Linked DNA regions of Sus scrofa: region 2 is linked to region 1. A link is a contact called in public HiChIP or PLAC-seq data. All regions are on one chromosome and are shown on one strand. Each heading gives the region's core, a stretch centred on a gene start, on an enhancer-like site or on the middle of the called end of the contact. The rest is flanking DNA. Distances are from core to core; before and after follow the strand shown.

The links. HiChIP or PLAC-seq counts read pairs in DNA pulled down with a chosen protein or histone mark.
Region 2: an H3K27ac HiChIP or PLAC-seq map of alveolar macrophages shows a contact between it and region 1. The contact joins the promoter of SYT16 here to the enhancer-like site in region 1. A contact is called at or near these places in 12 of 47 Hi-C or Micro-C datasets (blood, embryonic fibroblasts, fibroblasts and 5 more) and 2 of 2 datasets of contacts at active chromatin or transcription factors (alveolar macrophages and skeletal muscle).

The regions. Positions count from the first base shown.
Region 1 is chr1:190,344,952-190,351,435 of Sscrofa11.1, forward strand. The region is part of intron 9 of PRKCH (protein kinase C eta type); the gene reads left to right. Among named protein-coding and RNA genes, the nearest start is that of PRKCH, 140 kb to the left of the region's middle. Within about 2 kb of position 2,105, at least 10 of the 83 cell types and tissues checked have an H3K27ac peak or open chromatin away from gene starts, as enhancers often do. A contact at or near this core is called in alveolar macrophages, omental adipose tissue and retroperitoneal adipose tissue, where this site is marked.
Region 2 is chr1:190,731,421-190,737,606 of Sscrofa11.1, forward strand. SYT16 (synaptotagmin-16) reads left to right here and starts at 4,477. Exons shown (of 10, transcript XM_021062549.1): 1 at 4,477-4,573. The coding sequence starts at 4,561.

The DNA.
Region 1 (6,484 bases), core at 855-3,354:
GTTCAATCCCTGGCCTCACTCAGTAGGTTAAGGATCCACATTGCCATAAACTGTGGTGTAGGTCACAGATGCGGCTCGGATCCGGCATTGCCGTGGCTGTGGCGTAGCTCTGATTCAATACCTAGCCTGGGAACTTCCATGTGCCGTGGGTGTGGCCCTAAAAAAGACAATAAATAAATAAATAAATAAATAAATAAAGACTTGCTCTTTCTATATGTGATAAAATGACCACCACAATAAGTCTGTTAACATCCGTCATCATACATAGTTACAGTGTTTTTGTTCTTGTGATGAGAACCTCTAAGAGCTACTATCTTAGCAACTTTCACATACGCAGTGCTGTGTTATCAACTCTAGTTGCCATGTTGCACTTTTCATGTCCATTCACCTCATTTTTTTGAAGACTGTAATAACATATCTTGAGATTGTTTCCTCTTTGTACATACCTGGCTGTCTCATTTGCCAATGGCTGCATAGTATCCTATTTTAAGAATGTGATGCATTTCATTTAACTGTTTCCTATTGCTGAATATTTAGGTTATACTTTTTTTCAATCCAAGTTTTAGTGAGTCCACTTATACTTTATCTTTACGTACTTGTACTGTGATTTCTATGTGATACTCTACTAGAAGTGGTCTTGCTTGGTCAGCAGTAGATGCATTTATAATTTTGATGGAGTCAAAATTATATCTTACCTCACTGCGGTTAGAGATAGCTAACATGTTATCACTTATGTACCGTTCCAAGTGCTTTATGGGTATTATCTCAGCAATCCTTACAGTAATCCTATGAAGTATGTTCTATTAGCATCCCTCCCATTTTACAGATGAGCAAACTGAGGCAGGAAGACATCTAGCTTCCAAGTGGCAGAGGTTTTCAGGCTAGTCCATCTGAATACTGAGCCCAAGCTCTTCCCACCTGCTTGCTGTATTTCTAAATTCTCACTCCCAAACCACGTGAGAGAAAGCTTATTTCCCCCACCCTCCTATCGTGGCAGGCTACTTGTCATTTTGATGGTTGGAGAGGTTTTGAAAAAAAGTGTCTTTAGAGTTCTGATTGGCATTTCTCTGACAGTGAGTGATGCTGAGCTTTCACATATGTTTAAGGGCCATGTATGTTGACACAGTCACATGTGCAGCCTGGAGAATGGATGGAGCAGGGAAAGCTGGAAGCTGGGAACAGGGAGGAAGTGTGAAGAGGGACACATGGCATGTACTTCCAGGCAGTCCAAGTATATCCTGAGGAGCCGGGGCTTCAGCTAATAGCTTCTGGGGCACTCCTTCTTCCCGCCCCTCATGGTCTGGGCTCCTTGAGGCCATACCCTCCTCACCAGAGTCTTCAGTGGCTCCAGGAGCCCTGCTGCTCTGCCCTGGAATCTCTGCTTCCTATCCCCAAGTCCCATGATTCTTCAGAACTCCAGTTTTGTCCATCCTCCCCTGCTACCCGGAGTACCACCCAAACGCTACTTGCCATGCTCTGTACTCTGTTCCCCTAAAGCCTTTCCTCTGCCCTCACAAATTGTTTGCTCAGAGAATAGTGAGGTGGCGGCTCTGGGCTCAGGAACATGCTTAGAAAGAAGGAACACTGGTGGGTGGTACTGGGCTTCAAGCTCACCTCCCCAGTCCATGGGTCAGGCAGGGCCACACTCAGGTCATCTTCCCAGGGCTGCACCAAAAAACAGATGGTTTCCTATGACTTTGGTCAGACGATAGTAACTGGCTGATAACCTTTGAGTCAGACCTTGACTGACATGGCTGTTTCAAGTTACTGTAATGAACAAATAAAGAACTGTATCCTACTCAAGTCCAGGGGACTTTTACCTACTAAAGGAAGTCCTCGTGATGCTAGAACAGCAGACTGAGATCTTAAGAACAATTAGTGGAAAAGAAATTAACCTGGGACATATTGGAAAATCAGTGACTATAGCATATATATTGCAGAATTTTCAAGAGCAACCTGAAGTATATAATATCCCTCAATGTTAGTGTCCATGTGGGATTTCCACTGTTTCGCAGGTGAAGCCTTTAAACAACACTGGCCATTTTTCCCCCGTGACAGTTTTATGTATGGCCACAAGGTGGCAGTCATTACCGCAAGGTGATTTTTATTTCTTCTCCCGGGAGAGAAAGGAGCTGCCTTTGGAGTTTAAAATTTGTGCTTTGCACTAGAGGTCTCCAAAGCAAAGGATAAAAGGAATTTCCACTTGCCCTAAATCTAGATGATAAACCAAGTGCTGGGAACCAAAGGCATTTTTCTCCTGCTGAGATAGAGATATGTAATTTTCATTTTGCTGTAGTTGAAGTTTTCTCTTGGATTTGCGAGTATCAGGCTCCACTAGCAAGGATGGCCTTTGCTCTCTGCATCTGTCCATCTGTCAGAAATCCTCAGTCACTATCCTCATTTGCTATTGAAAAACTAACTCTCAAGAACAGCAAACATGAGTGATCATGAGAAATTACAGAGGGTAAGGTTCTACTTTTTAGCTCCTGGGTTTGACAGGCCCTGACCTCTGAAATGAGATGCTAATAAGCGTGTAATGCTGAACTGTGACAGTCTCCCGAGCAGAATTAGAGGTGAGCTGAGGGAGGTGTGGGGGTCACTCCCCAGCTGTCTGCAACGTTATCACTTCTTCGTGAAAATGCTTGTAGAAGCAGCCCTCCTCTTGCAGCCCAGCCCCCACATGGAGTGGGTGTCTTTCAGGCCAGAGAAAGGGAGCAACTTGCTGAGGGTCCCTCGGGCTGTGAGTGGTGGAGACAAGGTTCATCTCTGGGTCAGGCTGACTGTGGAGGCCGGCTCCATCCACTTGCCGTCTCCCGCAACACTTAGCTTGTTGATTGTCCATCTACTAAAGCTTGTTGATTGTCCATCTACTAAAGCACCTCCTATCTGCCCTGGCTCCCCTCCAACCCCCTGATAGGGAGACAGCTTATCCCTTGGAAATGGAAGACCTGATTCCTTCCAGCTCTGTTTTCTTCTGTCCTAATGGCTCGTGACTACCTTAAAATTCCTCTGAGCCTTCAGGTTCTATGGTTGAGATGAAAGCAGGATTGCGGTGAGGACCAGAGGCGAGAATGCAGATGTGGTGTTGTTGCACGTGCAGCACTGTTCAAAAGCTAGTATGGGCCGGGTGCTTTGATGACCGCCTCCTTCCCCACCCCAAAGACAGATGTCCCCAGGGGCCAGCACAGACCCCACCCAGACACACCCCACAAAATAGAGTTTGGGAGCTCCTTTTGTTCTTGGCCAAAACAAAAAGATAAGCAAATTTCAAACAACAGATAATTTATCAAGTTTGCTACATAGGATTTTGAGCCCATCAATTATTGCCCCTGATCTTTTCATGATAATACATGCAACCTGCAAGTATATCATGATGTTGGCATCCTCATAAATTTCTGAGAGCATTGCCGATCCTAATAGTTTGTAAATGATTTGATAGTCTGGATCATGACTTACAAAAATGCTTTCTAGCCTTGGATCTGTTGATTTTATTTCTGATAATCTAGCTGTAGAAAACAATGTAAAGAGTGAATAAAGGTTATGCATAAAGATGTTTAATTTTCATTGCGCTCGTTACAGTAGGAAAATATTGGACACAGCCTCAGCGTTCAGCAATAGGAATCCACTGCAATACTCTTCTGTTTGGTGGTGGTTTTCAGCCAGGAGAGAAATAATTGCATATTGAGTAGCTAAATGGTTGTGTGTCACTGTCAGAAACCTCTGACATCTATTATTTACTGCATACAATCCTTACATCAGCCCTAGAAGATAGGTCTAGTTATTATCTTTATTTTCCTGCATGATAGAGTAAAGGAGTTGTTACTTGCTCTAAATCTAGTGTGGTACATGGTGGAGCTAGGAGATGGGAGCCCAGGAATGGAACAGAAGTGATGATCGTGAGCCTCATGAATCCATATCAGGTTCTGCCCAGGACAGTGACTTGGCCAGCCTGGTCACTCCTCCAAAAAAAGCCTGAAAGGAAATGATGCCAGGAATCTATCAGGGCCTGTTACTCAGGTAGTGGAATTACGGATGATCTTTCTCTTCTTTGTTCTGTCTGCCAGCTGCTGTAATGTATTTCTGTTTCTTTGTCAGTGGGGGTGGGAGGAGTGAGGTGTTCTGAAGTGGGGGGTGCAGCCTGGTGATGTGACACCGTGTTCCCCACTCTTTCAGGTTAAATTCACTTCACATTTCCTTCATCTCCAGCAGTGACTGTGGTGTCAGCAGCTGAGCCGCTGGCATTTGAGGCCTGGAATCTGGGGCTCCCCTTGGCTCTGTTGGAACCCTGGCTGAGTGCTGAGGGCAGGACAGGAGGACAAAGTAGTGGGAGCAGCAGGAGGGGGATGGCAGAGTCAACCCTGGTCAGATGCTTTAGCCTTTGTTCAGAGACCCAGTGTGTTAAAGCAGAGGTTTCCGTTTGGAAAACCTCAGATGCACTGTGCCCTGTGCTCAGGAGCTGTCTCTGGTCTCCAGGGCCCGGGCCACGTGAAGCCATGAGTCTGTTTTGGGGGAAGAACTTAGGTTTGCCTTTGTGACCTGCAGCCCAGGGAGGGTTACAGATGACCCGGGAATGCCTTTAGCAGGGACAGAGCTCATGCTCTCAGCTCCCTCCTGACGGAGTGTCCCAGGTCATCTGTGAAGCAGTGCACCTGGAGTTCTTGGCAGGGGTATGACCTTTGTTGAGAAGCCACCCCTCAATGTCAGTCACAGGGCAGAAATCCTGCCTTTGGGGGTAGCACAGACAGGAATATTTGCTGTCAGCTTACTCGACCGGGGCAAACTGACTTCAGTGCACTTAAGTCACACTTAAAATATGTATGTCTGAAAATCACCCAGCAGCATGGGTGCAAGGAAACTGTCTTTTCTCTGGGTTCTCCACTGTTATATTAAATATTAGCAAAGGAGTGTATGGATGAGAGAGAAAGACAGAAGAGAGAGGCAGCAGGAAAGTCATGTGACCCTGGACCGTGTCTTTCAAATTTCATCAGGAGCTGTCTACACTGCAGCCTTCAATGGGGGAGCTCTGAGTTCTCATCCTGACCTAGCCAAAACCCCCTTGTCTTGAAGAAGGTCCCCTGCCTTGGATTTTTTTTTTTTTTTCCCAGTTAAGTACCTTTACCTAAATCTGTATTCTTCTGTCATGGACCTGTTGTCAGAAATTCCTTCCAGAGGGACGCTCCACTGGCTTTATGCATGTGCGGTCAGGAGGTCAGCCAGCCCTAAAGAGCCCTTCAGCTCTCATTCCCTGTCCCAGGGTTCAGGGAATACCTGGCAGTGGCAGCCAGGCCCAGGGATGAGAAGATGCATTTGGTCCCTAAGCTCTAAGTCACAGTGACATCCTGGGCCAGGGCTGGGTGACAGTGAGTTAGGTGAGGAGACAGGGAAGTACAGCCACAAAAGCGGAAAGACTTCTCCCTCAGCAGGGCAAGGCCTCTGTGAACACCTTACATAGCTGGTGGATCCTCGGAGCCTAACTGCCCCAGCCTTGCAGAAGGGGTGGCTGAAGGATGAAGTAGCAGCAGCTGCTATTCACTGAGGCCCTAGCGGATGCTGGATACTTATGTTCATTACCAGGATCTGGACAACTGGGCATTTAGGTATTTTTCACAAATATCTTTTGGATGAAATATCTCCTGATGCCCACGGTAATCCACAACAAATACGAAGTGTAGATACTATTAGCCTCATTTTTTCCCCCTGAATCTAAAAGTATTTAATTCTCTTTATTTATTATTATTATTATTTTTTGTCTTTTTTTAGGGCCGTACCCATGGCATGTGGAGGTTCCCAGGCTAGGGGTCCAATCAGAGCTGTAGCTGCCAGCCTACACCACAGCCACAGCAACGCCAGATCCAAGCTGTGTCTGTGACCTACACCACAACTCACAATAACACCAGATCCTTAACTCACTGAGTAAGGCCAGGGATTGAACCCACAACCCGGTTCCTAGTCGGATTCATTTCCACTGCACCATGACAGGAACTCCTAATTCTCTTTATAAATACATGCAAAGAAGAAAGTAAAAATAATTCACAATCTTACAGGCCAAAGACAACTCTTATTAGCATTGTCATATATGATCTTCCAGGCTTCTTCAATGCATAAAGACTAAACTACCAAGTTTATTCCACATTATCTTTTTTCATTTTTATTTTTTCCATCATAGTTGGTTTACAGGGTTCTGTGAGTTTTCTACTATACAGCCAGGTGACCCAGTCACACATACCTATATACATTCTTTTTCTCACATTATCTGCTATCATGCTCCATCACAAGTGACTAGATATAGTTCCCAGTGATATACAACAGGATCTCATTGCTTGTCTAGCGTCATTTTAAAGTTCTGGAAACTGAAGTCCAGAGAGGTGAAAGAACTTGCCCCAGATTACACAGCAAGCAAGAGTCGGGCTGGGGTTCTTAACCAGCTTCCTGATCTATGCTAGTTGCTTTATCCCACAAGTAGAAATGTCCCCTCTGCAATGTG
Region 2 (6,186 bases), core at 3,227-5,726, 390 kb after region 1:
TTCCCCCTCTTTTTAATCTTCCTTCACAGTCCATCTCCTTCACATCCCCTGCTTTCCCCAACAGTGCTGGTGAGAGCCTCCACATGGCCGCTTTACCTTGTGGGCTCCCAAGGTCTAATTCCAGGTGGCCACCACTCTGGACTGGAACTGCATCAGCATGGGTTCCCTCCCACTTTCCTGACAGAGGAGCCTTTCCCACTGGCCTAGCTCTAGGGCCACAGAGCCTGCACTCTCTCAGCCTCCCTCTTCCAACCACAAAACCCTTTTGCGTCATTGGCCCCTCTCCATCACTAGAAGTCCACCGCGCTAGCCACTGTGCTACTGAGCCATCTCCATCAGCCTCTCTGCAACATAAGTTTCTGAGACCAAAGATGAGTCTTTCTCTCCCAAGTGAAACTGCGTTTGCAGGTAATGCCAGCCTTTTTTTTTTTTTTTTTTTTCTTCCCATTTTTGACTGCCCTAAGCCATATGGAGTTCCTGAGCTAGGGATCAGATCCCAGCTGTAGTCGTGGCCTAAGGCCACAGCTGCAGCAATGCTGGATCCTTAACCCATTGTGCCAGACCAGGGATTGAACCCACATCCCAGCACTTCCAAGATGATGTCGATCCCATCATGCCACAGTGGGAGCTCCTGCCAGCAACTCTTTCATCCAAAACCTATGCCTTCCTCTGTCTCTAGTTCAGATGCTTCCTCTGCAATGGCTCCTCCTCCTTCCCTTGGATGTGGAATGGAATCCCAGTTTGAAAGGGGCTTAGGTAGTTTTCACTCCTTTTATGTAACTTCATGTACCTTGTGGATTTCCCTATCTCTAATTAGACCTTGGCATCTGTGGCCTAGGTTGTGTACAGAACCAAAGGGGCCAAAATCTTAGCTTTTGAATTTCCAAAGCTAAGGTCCATGTACAAGGCACAGATTTACAAGAATATAGGATGTTTTAACAGTCATTTTTCCAGCCCTTTAGGAGACAGATTTTTCTTGGCCACAGAGAGAGCAGGGTCATCTAAGAGGGCACTTAGGTGGGATTCTGCTGAGGGTGTGAGAAGACAAGGGCAGGTGTGGACAGTCCTTTCCTACCCCATTCTTCCTCGCTGGTGGAACCCACCTCGTGTCATGGAAGCTGAAAATAACATGTGCTTCCCCAGTCTCCATTTTTTACAGCTAGAGTTTGTTTGTTTGGTTTTTTTTTTTTTTTTGCTTTTTTAGGGTTGCACCCAAGGCATATGGAGCTTCCCAGGTCAGGGGTTGAATTGTAGCTACAGCTGCGGGCCTACTCCAGAGCCACAGCAATGCCAGATCCTTAACCCACTGAGCAAGGCCAGGGATTGAACCTGCATCCTCATGGATACTGGTCAGATTCATTTCCGATGAGCCACAATGGGAACTCCCATTACAACTAGAGTTGATGGAGGGATCTTGTACAAAGATTGCCATCACTGATGGCAGAGAGAGAGAGATGAGAAGGGTACCCCTCCCCCCTCCTTTGGAAAGGTATCATGTGAGCGTCTGAGCTTGTATCTCCTTGTGATCATGAAGGGGAGCTGCTGCCAAAAGCCTGACAATGGCAGAGTAGGAAGATGGGAGCAGTCTGAGTTTCCAGTGACATTCCTGAGATGCTAAACTAACCTTAGGACCACCCACCTTGCATTCCTTGTTCTGTGAGATAATCCTATGTTCCTACTATTGAAGCCACCCTTATGCAGTTGTATGTAATTGAAAACATCCTTCATTCATTCCTTTCATTTTCTTAGAGAAAAGACAGGACCAGTGGGTGACCAGTAGAACTTCCAGGTGGATTGGGAACTTAAGGGGTCCTCTGTCTGACATCATACTTAACATCTGGTTTGTTGGCAAGCCGTGAGGGGTGCTTCTCGATCACCACAGGAAGAGAAAGATGACAAAGGAATGATGGGGTGAGAAAAGGCCTCAGGCTCCTGCCCAGATTTACATGTTTACCCAGAATGGCATGGCCACCTGGCCCTCCTTCCCCTCAAGATCAATGGGGAAATTCAAGGAGAAAAAGACCAACCCAGAGAGGCTTTGGGTGTGGGTGAGAGGACCAAGCAGTGGCTGCCACAGTCATGGACGGATAACTGGGGCATGTTCCGGATCAGGGAGATCTGATGAGCTCTGAAATCCAGACAAATGGTCCCTCACAGGGAGGAGGTGGTACCTGAGGGCCAGACGTCCCTTTTTTTTTTTTTTTTTTCATTTTTGAAAGTTTTATTGAAGTATTGTTGATTCTCAGATACCTTTTCACATCTGCGACGCTATCCAAAACTTTCCTCCAAACATGGATACAACCTCCATGAAAAGTGGGGAGGGAAGCCTCTGAATTGCCTCTGAATTGATGGACTTCACTCCCAACTGACGTAAATCAAGCTTCCTCACAATAGGTGGAATACAGACTTGGGCCAGTAAGTTAACTTAAGAGTGAACTTATTCCTTTTACATATATTTGAATATATGGACAGAAATATATTTCCTTCCAAATAGTCCTCTATCTTAAAAAATAAAACCAAAAAACCAGTCTCACTTCACCCCTGCTCGCTTTCTCAATTTCTCATTCCCTGTACCGCCAAACTTTTGGAGAGAATTATCTACACCGAGGGCTGCTCCGCTTGGAAGATGTACTTATTACTTAACCCCTTGTCATCTGACATCTGGCTCCAGGTTAATAAACATGCTTTCAAACTGATCAGTCCTTCAGAAAATGATTATTAAACCTGTACTTTATGATTTTTCCTTTCTGAATGAGACAAGTAGGTTGAATTAATGAATAAAGAAGCTGGTGTTCCCTTTGTGGCTCAGTGGTTAATGAACCCGACTAGGATCTATGAGGATGTAGGTTCAATCCTATCCTTGCTCGGGTTAAGGATCAAGTGTTGCCGTGAGCTGTGGTGTAGGTCACAGATGTGGCTTGGATCTGGTGTTGCTGTGGCTGTGGCGTAGCCTGGCAGCTGTAACTCCGATTTGACCACTAGTCTGGGAACCTCCATATGCCGAAGGTGCAGCCCTAAAAAACAAAGCAAAAAAAAATTAAGCAACCTTACAAATGTTCTATCGACCTTTCAAATGAGTCCAGGCCCAAATCACCATCTTCCTCCTCAAACCAGCTTAAACTCCTGATTTGTGAACCTCCCACAGGGTCAAAACTCCGGGTTCACCTTGAATCCTCTTTTTACTACTGTTCTCCATCTAATCTATTTCCCTTTTTGCTTTCGAGCTGACCGCAGATGGATGGTATGAAAGTCAAATATGGTTAAGTAGAAGCATGCTTCAGAATCACCTGTGTGAAACACACAGAATCAAACACAACACAATGCTCCTCACCCCACTGCAGATATCCTGGCTCTGGATGTGGATGGAGGCCAAGCAGAATATCAGTGTCTCCCTCATCTGTACTCCACAGTGATCAGAGAGGATGTCTGGCCTGTCCCCTGCTTGCTTCCTGGTCTGCCTCTCCTTACTCCAGTGTCTTCTTAAGCCTAGCCCGGGGATGGGAGGATCCCTACTGATGGTGCTGAGGGTGCTTCCCCAAATGCATCAAACAGATATGTCTATAAGAAGGAAATCGCTGTCCTATGCTTTATGTTTGAGTTATTTGATTCTTTACATAATGGATATGGGGATCTCACATACCGAGAGTCCATCAGAAATAGGATCCTGGACTTCAAGACCATAAATACAACTCTCACGGGTGGTTTCAGCTCAGAGCCCTCCTGAATCAGGAAGGGCCTGTGAGGCGCGGAATTCATTCACTGGCTCACTCCTTTAGGCTCATCTGCTTACTCAAGAGTCCACTCACAGTCAGCTGTAAAGCTGGGTTTGGCTCCGTTGTCAATCAGTTACTCATGCCCCCGCATCCAGTTAGTTGGACATTTATTCAATCATTCATATATACCCATGGGCCTCTGTTATATAGCCATCCATCCTCACCTCAACAGATATTTACTGAGACCCTACTGTGTGTCAGACACTCGTTTCACATCGGAGACCAAACACCAGCGAGCACAAGACCGCTGGAAGCTACCAGGATGCTGTTGGGCAGTTTTCCCAGGAGTTCTCTTGGCGCCTGGAGATTAATGTCCTGCACCTGGCTGAGCGTCACCTCCCACTCTCAACTCTTCCTGCTTTGCTCCTTCCAGCGGCTGGGACCCACCGACTCTAGGTCCCAAACCGCAGGCACGAAGGTCGAAGCAGGGATGAGGACCCTGGAAAAGGTGAGACAAAAACAGGGACGTAGCACAGAAGAGAGTGGAAAAGGAGCGTGGCCAAGAGCGTTTTTCCCAGCGGCTGCATTCACGGTCTACGGGAGGGGCGGAGAGGAGAGGGTCAGCCGCGGGGCGCGGGGTCTTGGGCCGCTCTGCCCGCGGGGCTGGGCGCTCGCAGCGTGGGCAGGGCAGCTGGGCCAGTGGCGGCGGCGCTGCGGGGGCGCGCGGCGGGAGGGGCTGTGCGCGGCGCGGCCCCCGAGCGCGCGGGGCCTGGCGAGGAGCGCGCCGGCCCGGTTGGGCGCCGGTATCCCAGGCGCCGGCGGCAGCCCGGCAGCCCTCCGCCGGACCATGGCGACCGACAGTAAGTGCCCTCCGGCGGCGGAGGCCCGGAGCGGGAGGCCGCGGGACCCAGGTGCGGGAAGTTTTCCTCTTCCCGACGCCCGCCTTTGTGCCAGGCTTGCGGGAGCCGCGGCCCGGTGCCCACTAATCCCTCTGCCCATCACCTTGTGTTACCCGGCAGGACTGGGGAGGCGCAGGTGGCTCTGGCCGCCGGTCCGCGAGGGATGTGGCAGAAGGACGGCGGGCGCTGGGGTGGAGGGGACGCGCGATGCCTCGGGGCCTGCCATCGAAGCCCTTCGCGGGGTGGGGGGGTGTCCCCGGGTCCAGGGCCGGCCTTCAGGGAGTTAAGCCACCCAGGCACCGCGAGCTTTTCGCGCTGAGTTCAAGGTTCAACTCGGCTTCTGGGTTGGGTTTGCAAGCTCGACTTCTGGGCATAAAGGTGGCTTGACTACTGGGCCGCCCCGGGGCCCCTCCCGGGACATGTTCCCAGCGGCCAAGACAGTGGCTGGTCACCGTGGACGGTGACGAGATGAGTATGTGGACGGACGTGTCAGGTTAAAACTACTGAATGGACATGTTGGAAGGCGCCGGGTTGGCCTTCTTTTGGCATCTTGGCACCACTGCTTTCTTGGCTCAGTCCTTTGGGAAATGGAGTCACGTCTATGAAGGCTGGTTAAGTTACGTGTATGGGAAGCTGGATACGTGTTAATGGAACCTCAAAGGGAGGTAAGAGTAAAACCACTGGTCACACCTGCTGCACACCTACCTTGTAGGAGGTGTTATGTCTGAGCAGCACAGACCTGGCGCATGTGAGGGACTTGATGAGTGAGTGAATGGTATACTGGCTAGAGAGGCCCTTTAGTAGGCATTTTTGAGAGGTGAGAAGGGACAAAGATGGGGTCAAAATTTCTGCAGTAATTTATTATTCTTTTTCTCTTAAACTACCATCCCCGCAAAGAACCCAGCTTTGCTATAGTTCAGAGAGCTTGGGTTTTGTAGCCAAACACACCTGTATTTTCAATCTTTCAAATTCACTTCTGTGGGACCATGGCAGATGTCTTCAGTTGCTTTATCTTTAAAGTCAGGACAAGCTGTCACATCTCCTGCACTGGGATAAACACAGAGTTGGCTGTTATTGCAGGGCGGTTGCCCTTTCTCTTTGCCATCAGTTTATATGGATGAAGATACCAACATCCTCTCCCCCTTTTTCAATGAAAAATTTGAGAAGAGGTGTTTATAATAGATTTGGCTCATCTAGGCCAAGCCTCTCTTTTTCTCTGCTCATTTTTAAAAACTTTACCTCATGCTCTCTCTTTTTTTCTGTCGAGGAAAATAAATTATGGATTTCAGCTTTTATTAAAATAAGACTCAACAAAGAGGAAAATAATTATAATTGGCCTTATATTTCTTAAGAAAAACAAAGGCAAGGGGGGAGGGATAAATTAGGAGTTTGGGATTAACATATACACACAACTCTAAGACAGATAACAGCAAGGACCTACTATACAGCACAAGGAACTCCAGTCAATATTCTATAATAACCTATATGGGGAAAGAATCTGAAAAAGAATGAAAATAAATAGCTGAATCACTTCACTGTATGCCTGAAACCAACACAACATTGTAAAGCAACTA